2 separate regions of the Mus musculus genome follow, and region 2 is linked to region 1. Evidence: chromatin contacts called from public promoter capture Hi-C data. All regions are on one chromosome and are shown on one strand. Each heading gives the region's core, a stretch centred on a gene start, on an enhancer-like site or on the middle of the called end of the contact. The rest is flanking DNA. Distances are from core to core; before and after follow the strand shown.

The links. Promoter capture Hi-C pulls out the DNA fragments that hold promoters and counts their contacts.
Region 2: a contact with region 1 is called in a promoter capture Hi-C map of pre-B cells. The contact joins the promoter of Sms here to the promoter of Ubqln2 in region 1. A contact is called at or near these places in 2 of 39 promoter capture datasets (cranial neural crest and pre-B cells).

Annotation. Positions count from the first base shown.
Region 1 is chrX:153,495,755-153,500,784 of GRCm38.p6, forward strand. It overlaps Ubqln2 (ubiquilin 2), which reads left to right and starts at 2,478. Exons shown (of 1, transcript NM_018798.2): 1 at 2,478-5,030. The coding sequence starts at 2,700. The coding sequence ends at 4,616.
Region 2 is chrX:157,488,737-157,493,871 of GRCm38.p6, forward strand. It overlaps Sms (spermine synthase), which reads right to left and starts at 3,551. Exons shown (of 11, transcript NM_009214.4): 1 at 3,169-3,551. The coding sequence starts at 3,217.

The DNA.
Region 1 (5,030 bases), core at 1,228-3,727:
GTTGTCCTTGTTATTTGAATGTGTATTACACTAATTTTGCTATTATTGGGCATTTAAAATCTTAAAATGTATAAATTTGACTCTGAATTCATTCACATAGTACCCCATAAATCTAATGTTAATGAACTCAGACCTGCTAAAAATGAATATTCTTATTCACCACTTATTTCAATTGGCTTGGGATGGGGCCTAGAAATTTCTATCAGTATCAAGTTCCTTAAACTACATATAGGGTAATCTTGTGGTAAGTATTGAGATTATATTCTCATTATAATTATGCTTACCAATTCATTCTACTAAGAATTTCAATTTGTACTATCTCAAAAGTGTTCGGATTTCTTTAAATTTTAAGTGTTTTCTTCTTCCTCATTTTTGTTAATAGTATTTACCTTTAAGAGTCATTAACAATTCCTTGTGATATAGTATTAAATTTCTATTTATTTTCAGAAAAGTTAAACATATTTTAACAGAGGTGAGTTGTCACTATCTAAAATCAGCCATTGCTGGTAGCCTGTCATGTTTCCTTCGAGTTTAGAGACAAAGCACATTTTTACAGCTTTAACTCCAGTTCCATTTAGTCATTGTGTAGAATCCTGTACCATTTCCTCTTCCTTGTGACTAGATGTTTAGAATGACTGCCTCTTGTACATTTATTTTCTGTTAATTTTTCTTTCAGTACTAGGAATTGAACCCAGGGTCTCTTCACACACAGTACGCATGTGCTCCATCAGTGAGCAGCAGCCCAGCCCTTCTAGCTAATAGAATATTTTATATACATATGTACATATGTTTTAAATACCATAGATATTTACATTTGATGTGTGTCAGTTAATTATGTTTTGATATGTATTTAAAGCAAGTATACTTTTCATTGTACATTATATCTATATGAGCTCTTGCATATATAATGATTTTTGTACTAGTCATGGGTATAATGGCCCTGTATTTTGTTTTACACTGAGATTTATTAAGGTACTGTGACGTAATGATTTTGAAATGCTGTTAAATCATCTCTAGGTTTTTGTATGGGAAAAGGATTTTCTGTGTTCAAAGCAAGAGAAATAAATGATTTCAGAATAATTTCTTCTATAATTCAGGTTTTCTATAACAGTAATACTCCATTTTTTGTTTTCTTTATTTAATCCATAATGATTATGTTAATTTCTGCCACGACTATTGTGTGCCTGTCAATTTTTACCTTTACTCTTGTCTGAAAATAATATTTGTAGTTTTTAAAAATCATAAACGCAATGCATATTTATTCATCAAATTCACAATCTTATAAAAATAGAAAATAAGAATTATTTACAATTTCAGCTCTTACTAATAATTACCTTTATCATAATGGAGTATAGCCTTTCAGATTTTTTTCACACATACAGTCTACAAGCTTTTTGATGCTGACACCTACACACATGTATTGTTTCCATTTGTTAAGAAAACCATAAAAAATAACCCCAAATATCGTCTATTATTTTCTCCTAACTACAGTGCATTTAATGTATTTTTTAGAGACATGTAATACTACATGAATTAGCCACCATCTTTTAGACACAGGGATTATTTTATTGTATGGCAAAATCATAGTATTCCTGTCACAGACCCATTTAACTAGCTAAACGCTATTTTTTAAAATGCCACGTTGTTTATATATACTTTTCGAATTGATTATTAGGTCTTTCTAAACAAAGGTGCAAATCCTTAAAATGTCCATTTGTATTTTCAAACTGCCCCATTACAACAATTCATACTACGACTAGCATGAGAGTGCATTTTCTCGGCTCCTGGTCAACAAGGTTTAACGTTCTTTTTTTTTTTTTTATCGCTGCCAATATGATAAACCCGAAGGAAAAATCTCATTGTGTTTATTTGAATCCCTTTGATTAGGAGCGAGCCTCATCTTTTCAGAAGCCTGTTGGCCGTTTCTCGGCTTCTTTTGTAAAATGCTCGCTCCCGCCATGCCTTCCCTTCCCCCAACCGGGCGCTCATTCTCCCTTTTTGCTTTGTCAGAGTTCTTTACTATTCATTTTTCGTCCTTTGCCTGGGATCGGTTCAATTCAGGCTTTCATCCTTTCACTGCCTCCCAGATTGCGAACCCACATTCTCCATTGGTCTTTCAGTGGCTGCTAAAGAAGCTGCCTCCCTCTTCCTCCTCCTGGCCTCCTCCCTTCCCCCCTCGCCTCGCCCGCCTCGCCTTGGTCCCCTGGCTTTTCTCTCCAGCCTCCTTCCTTTTCCTTCTCTTCCCCCCTCTCTTTGTTTATTTCTCCCTCCCTCTCCCTCTCCCTCCCTCCGCCCCCCCTCCTCTGCAGGGCAGGAGTTTTGCGCTCGGCCGCGAGACGCTCGCTGGGCTGGCGCCGCGTCAGCAGGGGGCGGGGCGCGGCCGGGGGCGGGGCGGGGCGGGGCGGGGCGGGAGCGCGGGCGCCGCAGCTGCAGGAGTCGCTGGGAGTGCGCGCGGGCAGATCACAAGGCGGCGGCAGCGGAGACGGCCTGCAGGACCTGCTCTCTCAGCCCTCAGCCGAGGCCTACGCCGAGCCGAGTGCGCAGCCGACGACCGGGAGGAGCCGCAGCCTTCAACTCTGAGGTACTGTGATCCGCGCTGCCCGCCGGGCCGCCCCAGTCCGCTGCTGCGGCACCTCCTTCCCTCGCGCCCTCTTCGCTCGCCAGCGCCTTCCCTGTGAGCCTGCGTCACCGCGGCCGCCATGGCTGAGAACGGCGAGAGCAGCGGCCCCCCGCGCCCCTCCCGCGGCCCTGCGGCGGCCCCAGGCGCGGCCAGCCCGCCGGCCGAGCCCAAAATCATCAAAGTCACTGTGAAGACCCCCAAAGAGAAGGAGGAGTTCGCGGTGCCCGAGAACAGCACCGTGCAGCAGTTCAAGGAAGCGATTTCCAAACGCTTCAAATCGCAGACCGATCAGCTCGTGCTGATTTTCGCCGGAAAGATCCTGAAAGATCAAGATACCTTGATGCAGCATGGCATCCATGATGGACTGACTGTTCACCTGGTTATCAAAAGCCAGAACCGTCCGCAGGGCCAGGCCACCACGCAGCCCAGCACGACTGCGGGAACGAGCACGACGACCACGACCACCACCACGGCGGCGGCGCCGGCGGCGACGACATCATCGGCTCCCAGGAGTAGCTCCACACCTACCACCACGAATAGCAGCTCCTTTGGGCTGGGAAGCCTTTCCAGCCTTAGTAACCTGGGCTTGAACTCGCCCAACTTCACCGAGCTTCAGAACCAGATGCAGCAGCAGCTCCTGGCCAGCCCTGAGATGATGATCCAGATCATGGAAAATCCCTTTGTTCAGAGCATGCTTTCGAATCCTGATCTGATGAGGCAGCTCATCATGGCCAATCCACAGATGCAACAATTGATCCAGAGAAACCCAGAAATCAGCCACCTACTGAACAACCCAGATATAATGAGGCAGACGCTGGAAATCGCCAGGAATCCTGCCATGATGCAAGAGATGATGCGAAATCAAGACCTGGCTCTCAGTAATCTCGAAAGCATCCCAGGTGGCTACAATGCTCTGCGGCGCATGTACACTGACATTCAAGAACCTATGCTGAATGCCGCACAGGAGCAGTTTGGGGGCAACCCGTTTGCCACGGTGGGGAGCAGTTCCACCTCAGGGGAAGGTACTCAGCCCTCCCGCACGGAGAATCGTGATCCGCTGCCCAATCCTTGGGCACCACCGCCAACAACCCAGACGGCTGCGACCACCACCACCACCACGACCACAAGCAGTGGCAGTGGCTCTGGCAGCAGCTCCAGCAGCACCACCGCCGGGAACACCATGGCTGCAGCTAATTACGTGGCTAGCATCTTCAGCACCCCAGGAATGCAGAGCCTGCTGCAGCAGATAACTGAGAATCCCCAGCTGATTCAGAATATGCTGTCTGCGCCCTACATGCGGAGCATGATGCAGTCGCTGAGCCAGAATCCAGATATGGCGGCCCAGATGATGCTGAGTAGCCCGCTGTTCACTTCGAATCCTCAGCTGCAGGAGCAGATGCGTCCACAGCTCCCGAATTTCCTGCAGCAGATGCAGAATCCAGAAACCATCGCGGCCATGTCAAACCCGAGAGCGATGCAAGCGCTAATGCAGATCCAGCAGGGGCTACAGACTCTAGCCACTGAAGCACCTGGCCTCATTCCCAGCTTCGCTCCAGGTGTGGGGATGGGAGTGCTGGGAACCGCCATAACCCCTGTGGGCCCAGTCACTCCCATAGGGCCCATCGGCCCTATAGTTCCTTTCACCCCCATAGGCCCCATCGGGCCTATAGGACCCACTGGCCCTGCAAGCTCCCCCGGCTCCACCGGCACTGGCATCCCGCCTGCAACCACTGTGTCCAGCTCTGCACCTACTGAAACCATAAGTCCAACCTCGGAATCTGGACCCAACCAGCAGTTCATTCAACAAATGGTGCAGGCTCTCACTGGAGGAAGCCCTCCACAGCCGCCGAATCCTGAAGTGAGATTTCAGCAGCAACTGGAACAGCTCAACGCCATGGGGTTCTTAAACCGCGAAGCAAACTTGCAGGCCCTAATAGCAACAGGAGGCGACATCAACGCGGCCATTGAGAGGCTGCTGGGCTCTCAGCCATCCTAATTACGTTTCTGTACCTTGAAAAAAAATGTATCTTATTTTTGATAATGGCTCTTAAATCTTTAAACACACAAAATTGTGCTTTACTTTTATTTTGATTCTTTTAAATCTGTCTACCTATAAATCTAATAGGATGCATTTTAAGGTGGAGTCCCTCCCTCCCTCCCTCCCTCCCTCCCTGCTCCTCCTCCCCCCACCCTCTCCCTTCCCTTCCAGCCTGCCCTCTCCCCTCTTTGTTTCCTTCATTCCTTTCTTTTCTTCTTTTGATTTCCTTCCTTCTCTGATTTGAATGGTGGGAATCAATACTGTTTCACTCAAAGGTGTTGCATGCAAACACTTCTCTTTATTCTGCATTTATTGTGATTTTTGGAAACAGGTATCAGCCTTCACAGTTGGGTGAACAAGTTTTGTCCTACA
Region 2 (5,135 bases), core at 2,301-4,800, 4.0 Mb after region 1:
GAGATCAACACTCCTCAGAATTCAACACTTCACTTATAAGATGACCAAAGATGAGATTTGTTTTAGCAAAAAACAATTTTCTGAGTTCCTTCATCAGGCAGACGGATTAAGTACTCTCTAAGTGGTTAGGTTGCAGGTAGTTTGCCTTGGTAACTAGGTTAGACGGAACTGAAACAATAACATGGCTAAGGAGTTCCAGTTTAATTCCACTAAAATCACAGCATGGAACTGCTCCATTAGGAAGGATTACCAACAAACAGGAGGAGGAGAACATGCATTCAAGCTCCGCAGCCATTTGACTCACCCTTGAGTCACATCCAATACTTCCATGCCAAGAGGAATGCCTTTTGACTCACTATCAACAATTAAATGTTTTTAGAGACCTCACACATGGAGGGTTTTTTTTGTTTTGTTTTGTTTTGTTTTTGTTTTGTTTTTTTTAACCAAGCACCCCTTTTTTGGAAAGGAAGGGAATTTAAAAATCCTTGTGATGTAGTCAAAGCACCCCATTTTTAAAATATGGATGTGGATAATAAGGACATGCCTTAGTCTTCATTTAATGACAGAACACTTTAAGAACTCCAGATCTTACATACATTGACTTATACACAACACCTGAACACAGTGGCTTTTTTTTTCCTAAAAGGTTGTCCACTGTATCATCAAAGTTTTCTTTGAGTGGGTGGGGGCGGGGGATCGAGACAGGGTTTCTCTGTATAGCCCTGGCTGTCCTGGAACTCATTCTGTAGACCAGGCTGGCCTTGAACTCAGAAATCCACCTGCCTCTCATGTGCTGGGATTAAAGGCTTGCACCACCACTGCCCAGCTAAGGCACAAAGTTTTTCTTTGTATCATTAGTGCAATCCTTGAGATAGGATCTCAGTCTATAGTCCAGGTTGGCCTTGAACTCTCCACCCTCTGCCTCCAGGGTATTGGGATTACATGAATGTGCCACCTTGGGTCCAACTCAAAGGTTTCTTGTTTCTTTGTTGTATTAAGGATCCAACCGGGTTGTACTAGATTTAGATATAAAATCCAATTCAGTCTCTGCCTCTGGGTGCTGAGATTAAAGGTCTGCCAATATGACTGGCTTTAATTTTCTTATTTTTAATTAGGAGCAAAGTGTGAGTTAAAACATTAACAGCTAATGCTTGTCTCTTTTGGAGGAGGGGAGGGTCTAAACAGGGTTTCTTTATGCAGCCCTGGCTGCACACCAAGCTGGCCTCAGACTCAAGAAAAGATCCACTTGCCCTCTCTCAAGAGCCTTCCTTCGAGCTTTAAGTGTGTGCTCACCCTTTATTCTCAGTGTTTAAACTAAGCTGAAGGTTTACTCTTCAGTGGAAGGGCTAGAATTTCTCTGACCCCATGCTGAGCTCACTGTCCCTCCAGCCTACTGGAAATGGGATGCTAGAGATAAAATTCACACCTTCCCAGCTGGGAGGCCACAACAGTTGCTTCACATTCCTCCCCCACTAAACTCACGGTGCTAGAACTCCCATTAACCAATCAGCCCTGTAAGCTGCCAAGATAACAGTAGAACCTTTGTGATCCTAACACACTCCTCCAGCTCCACCACCCAAGTACCACCTTATTCTCTCCCAACTGTCTCCCTTGCTTCCATCCTCACCTAAGCAAAGTGGGAAGTGAACGGTGTTACTTTTTTTTAAACTCTATTCCGACCACCCAAGCACACTGGCTTACCTAACAACCCTCTAGTTCACCCGACCACAGTAAATGCCCTGAGTGTGCACTGTCCCTTGCTTCTTGCTTTCTCTCTCTTTTTTTTTCTTCCTCCCCGGAAAAAAAAAAAAGATGAGGTTCCAAAACGTTAGGAGATAAACCCAAAAGGCCACCCACAGAAGAGAATCAATTAGAAGAGGCAGACTGAAATCCAGGTTTTGCTCCAAATCCCCCCGATTTTATTTTTTGTCTTTACATTTATTGATCTTGTGAGCTCCGAGATCTTTTAGGATTGGAAGAAAAAGTACAAAGTGTGAGCTCAGAAGTTCAAAAGCAATTAAGTCGGTGTTAAAAAAAAAAATCCCGACAGAAAAAGCAGAGTGGAATCCACGTGTTCCATTAATAGAGAAACCAGAGAAAAGGGAAGACTGGGGCACCACACTATGTGCGGGATGATCTGGTAAGTGAAAGTCTGCCGCAGTCGCACGTTTAAAGGCCCAATCATTCCCGCCCACTGCGCCCATGCTTGATTCTCTCAAAGAAAAGAAGCCAGCAGTACATCCATCCCTACCCTTCAAAATTCCATCACGCAAAAAAGACTCTCCCAACCATTTCTGCCGAGACCAGGCTCAAATATCTGAGCCTCCAGGATTAGGGGTGATGGTGATGGTGGTGGCTCTAGTTCCCGCGCCCAGATCTCATCCCTCCCCACCCCCAATAATAATAATAATCGTTTCCTTTCTCTGCCCGCCGGGTCCCTTTTCAGAGGATCCTTCATCTCCTTAGATGACTAAAAAAAACCTTGCAAGCGCTGAGTGGCCCTGGTCCTCCTTCAACCCTCGCTGCCCTTAAGGGGAACCCCCCGACACACACACCCAAGAGGGAAATTCAGCAGCCTGCCAGAACAGGAAAAGGTGGCGTGGGCAGCGGTCCCGCGCCGCACACACCCCTCGCTCAGGCCTGCCTCGCCCGCCGTGCCTCGAACGAGCTAAGGCGCTCCGGTACCCGCCTCCCCCGGGGATCCGCCGCGCCCCACGGGCTGAAAGGGATTCCCCCCCAACAACGGGGCGTGGAGGGCGGCGAGCCCGCGTGGACCGACGCTCCAGGCCCGGAAGGGCGGGCGGGCGGTGCGGCTGGCACACACGGACGCGGTTCTCCCAGGCCCCGCAGTGCGCCAGCCTCCAGCTCAGCCGAGGACCAAACGCGGCGGGGGACCGCGGGGGCGCGGCGCGGCCTCCGCCGGTGCACGAGGGCCCGCAGCGTGCTCCGCGCAGCAGCCCGGCAGACGCAGGCGCCGCGCGGCCGTCCGCATTGTTCAGCCTGCCGCGCGCGCCCCGGAGGAGCCTGGTCCTGTGGCCTCGAGCCCCGCAGGCGCGGAGGGAACTGTCGCCCCGCCGCCGCTACCGCTACCGCTGCCGCTGCCGCCGCCGCCGCCGCCGCCGCCGCCGCCGCTGCGGCGCCCGTGCAGGTGGCGAGCGGCGCCCTCACCTTTGGCGCCGAGCTTGAAGTCGAGCGTGCTGTGTCTTGCTGCTGCCATAGTGTGGCGAGGCCCTGTGCCATGCCTGGGGAGGCGACCGCAGGAGACTGAGGGACCGCGCGGCGTGTCAGGCTGCGGGCCGGCGGGGAGTGCGCTGCGCCGGGGGAGGCCAGGAGTTAGGAGGTGGGAGGGGCCGCGGGCAAGCGACCCGGGGCGCGGGGGCGGGGCCGACCCGCCTCTTAGAGGAGGAAGCAGGGACGCCTCCAGCCCCGAACTTGAAGCGCTGGGTGTGAGGCCTCGCTAATGGTGGAATCGCGGGCGCCGGGCTCCCTGGCATGCGTCACCAATGGCCGCGCCCTGCGCTAAAGCTCTGGCCATGCTCTCCCGCCATTCGCCATCCGTTAGGAGGTCACCCAGCTTTAAACGGCTCAGCGCGACTTCCGGGGGGCCTCCCTATACACTTCCCCATATGCCTACCCCTCCTCCCCAAGCAAAAGCCCCAGTTACTTCCTGACCATTTGAAGAAAATAAAATGCTACCACCCCTGTAGTCTTAAAGTACAAGCCTGACTTTTTCTTTAAATGCACGTGAACCCCGCTGGGATTATTAACAATGTTTCTATTGGTAAGGGGTAGTATTTAAGAACAGAATAGAAGGCTCCTGGGCATTCAAGTAGCATACATTTTCATGCAAATTTGGAAAAGAATCAAGGACTAAAGCCTAACTGAGAAGTTGCAGATGTGAGAGCCTCTTCCACAGGACTTCCCCCTCCTCGGTACCTCTATTTTTTGTCAATGGACCTACAGCCTTGGCCTCTTTTTTGACCGTTAGTAGCATTCAACAAGATGGGACAAAAGAGAACTGAAGTGCCTGGGGAATAAAGGGATCCTTTATTGCACGAGCAAAATCCCAGGGCAAATTGACTCCATCATTGTATGGATTGCTGTGCCTCTCCTGATACCAGGAATTTCTGTAATGGTTGTTAAACTTCAGATTAGTGAACTCTGTGCCTCCTCAACAACACAAAAACATTAAGTTTAGCTTTCCCTTAGGCCATTTCGAATGGTCGTTTGGTTTGGTTTGGTTTGTTGGTTGGTTGGTTGGTTGGTTGGTTAGTTTTGCGTAGTCCTTCCCTGTCCTGCAAGAACCTAACACTGACGTCATATTTGTCCTTCAACAACTGCATCTCTTTTCAGTGGGCTCCTACTTTGTTCCTATCCATAGCCATCTGTTTTTATTTCCTTCTCTGGAGACCAGGTCCTCAGTTTTGTAAGCTAATTTGTGTTCCGCTCCATCAGCCCCAATGTATCAGCCCCAAGCTCCTCTTTCTTCCTTTCTTCTGGAGTCAAGTCACTAGAACATAGCTGTCCTCCTGTGTGTTTAAGGGTAGTGAAGCTTCCCGCGTAGGACATGTGCTTCATGCCCTGCCAGCATTGGGGTAAGCCACCTGCCTTCCCTTAGCTTCACTATCTGCTGTCAACCTCTTGAATTTCTTGAAAATTTCAGAGCAGAAGGCATCTGAGGTTTTGCTGATAAGTATGTAGCTGGTCTTGCTCAGTAGATTGTGGAGAACATTGCAGACCACCATGGGCTCCCAGCTGAAGCATATCCGCCCTAGAATTTGTACTTCACCTTGCAAAGGGCAAAATGAAGAACCTTGAGATACTTTAATGAAGTGATGTCAAAAGAGAGCCCTGAAGAGAAGAGGATGCTCGATATAGGATCAGTATTGTCAGGATGATGTTAGCAGTTTACTGCAAGGGTCTTCTCACTAATCTGCATAATCCTGGCAAGACTATTAAAGATAAGAAACAGGAGCCTGACGTTAGTGGCACACATCTTTAATCTCAGCACTTGTGAGGTAGAGGCAGGCAGACATGGCCATCGGGAGCAACACTATTATGAGGTGTGGCCTTGTTGGAGGAAGTGTGTCAACGTGGGGGACAAGCTTTGAGGTCTCCTTTGCTCAAGCTATACC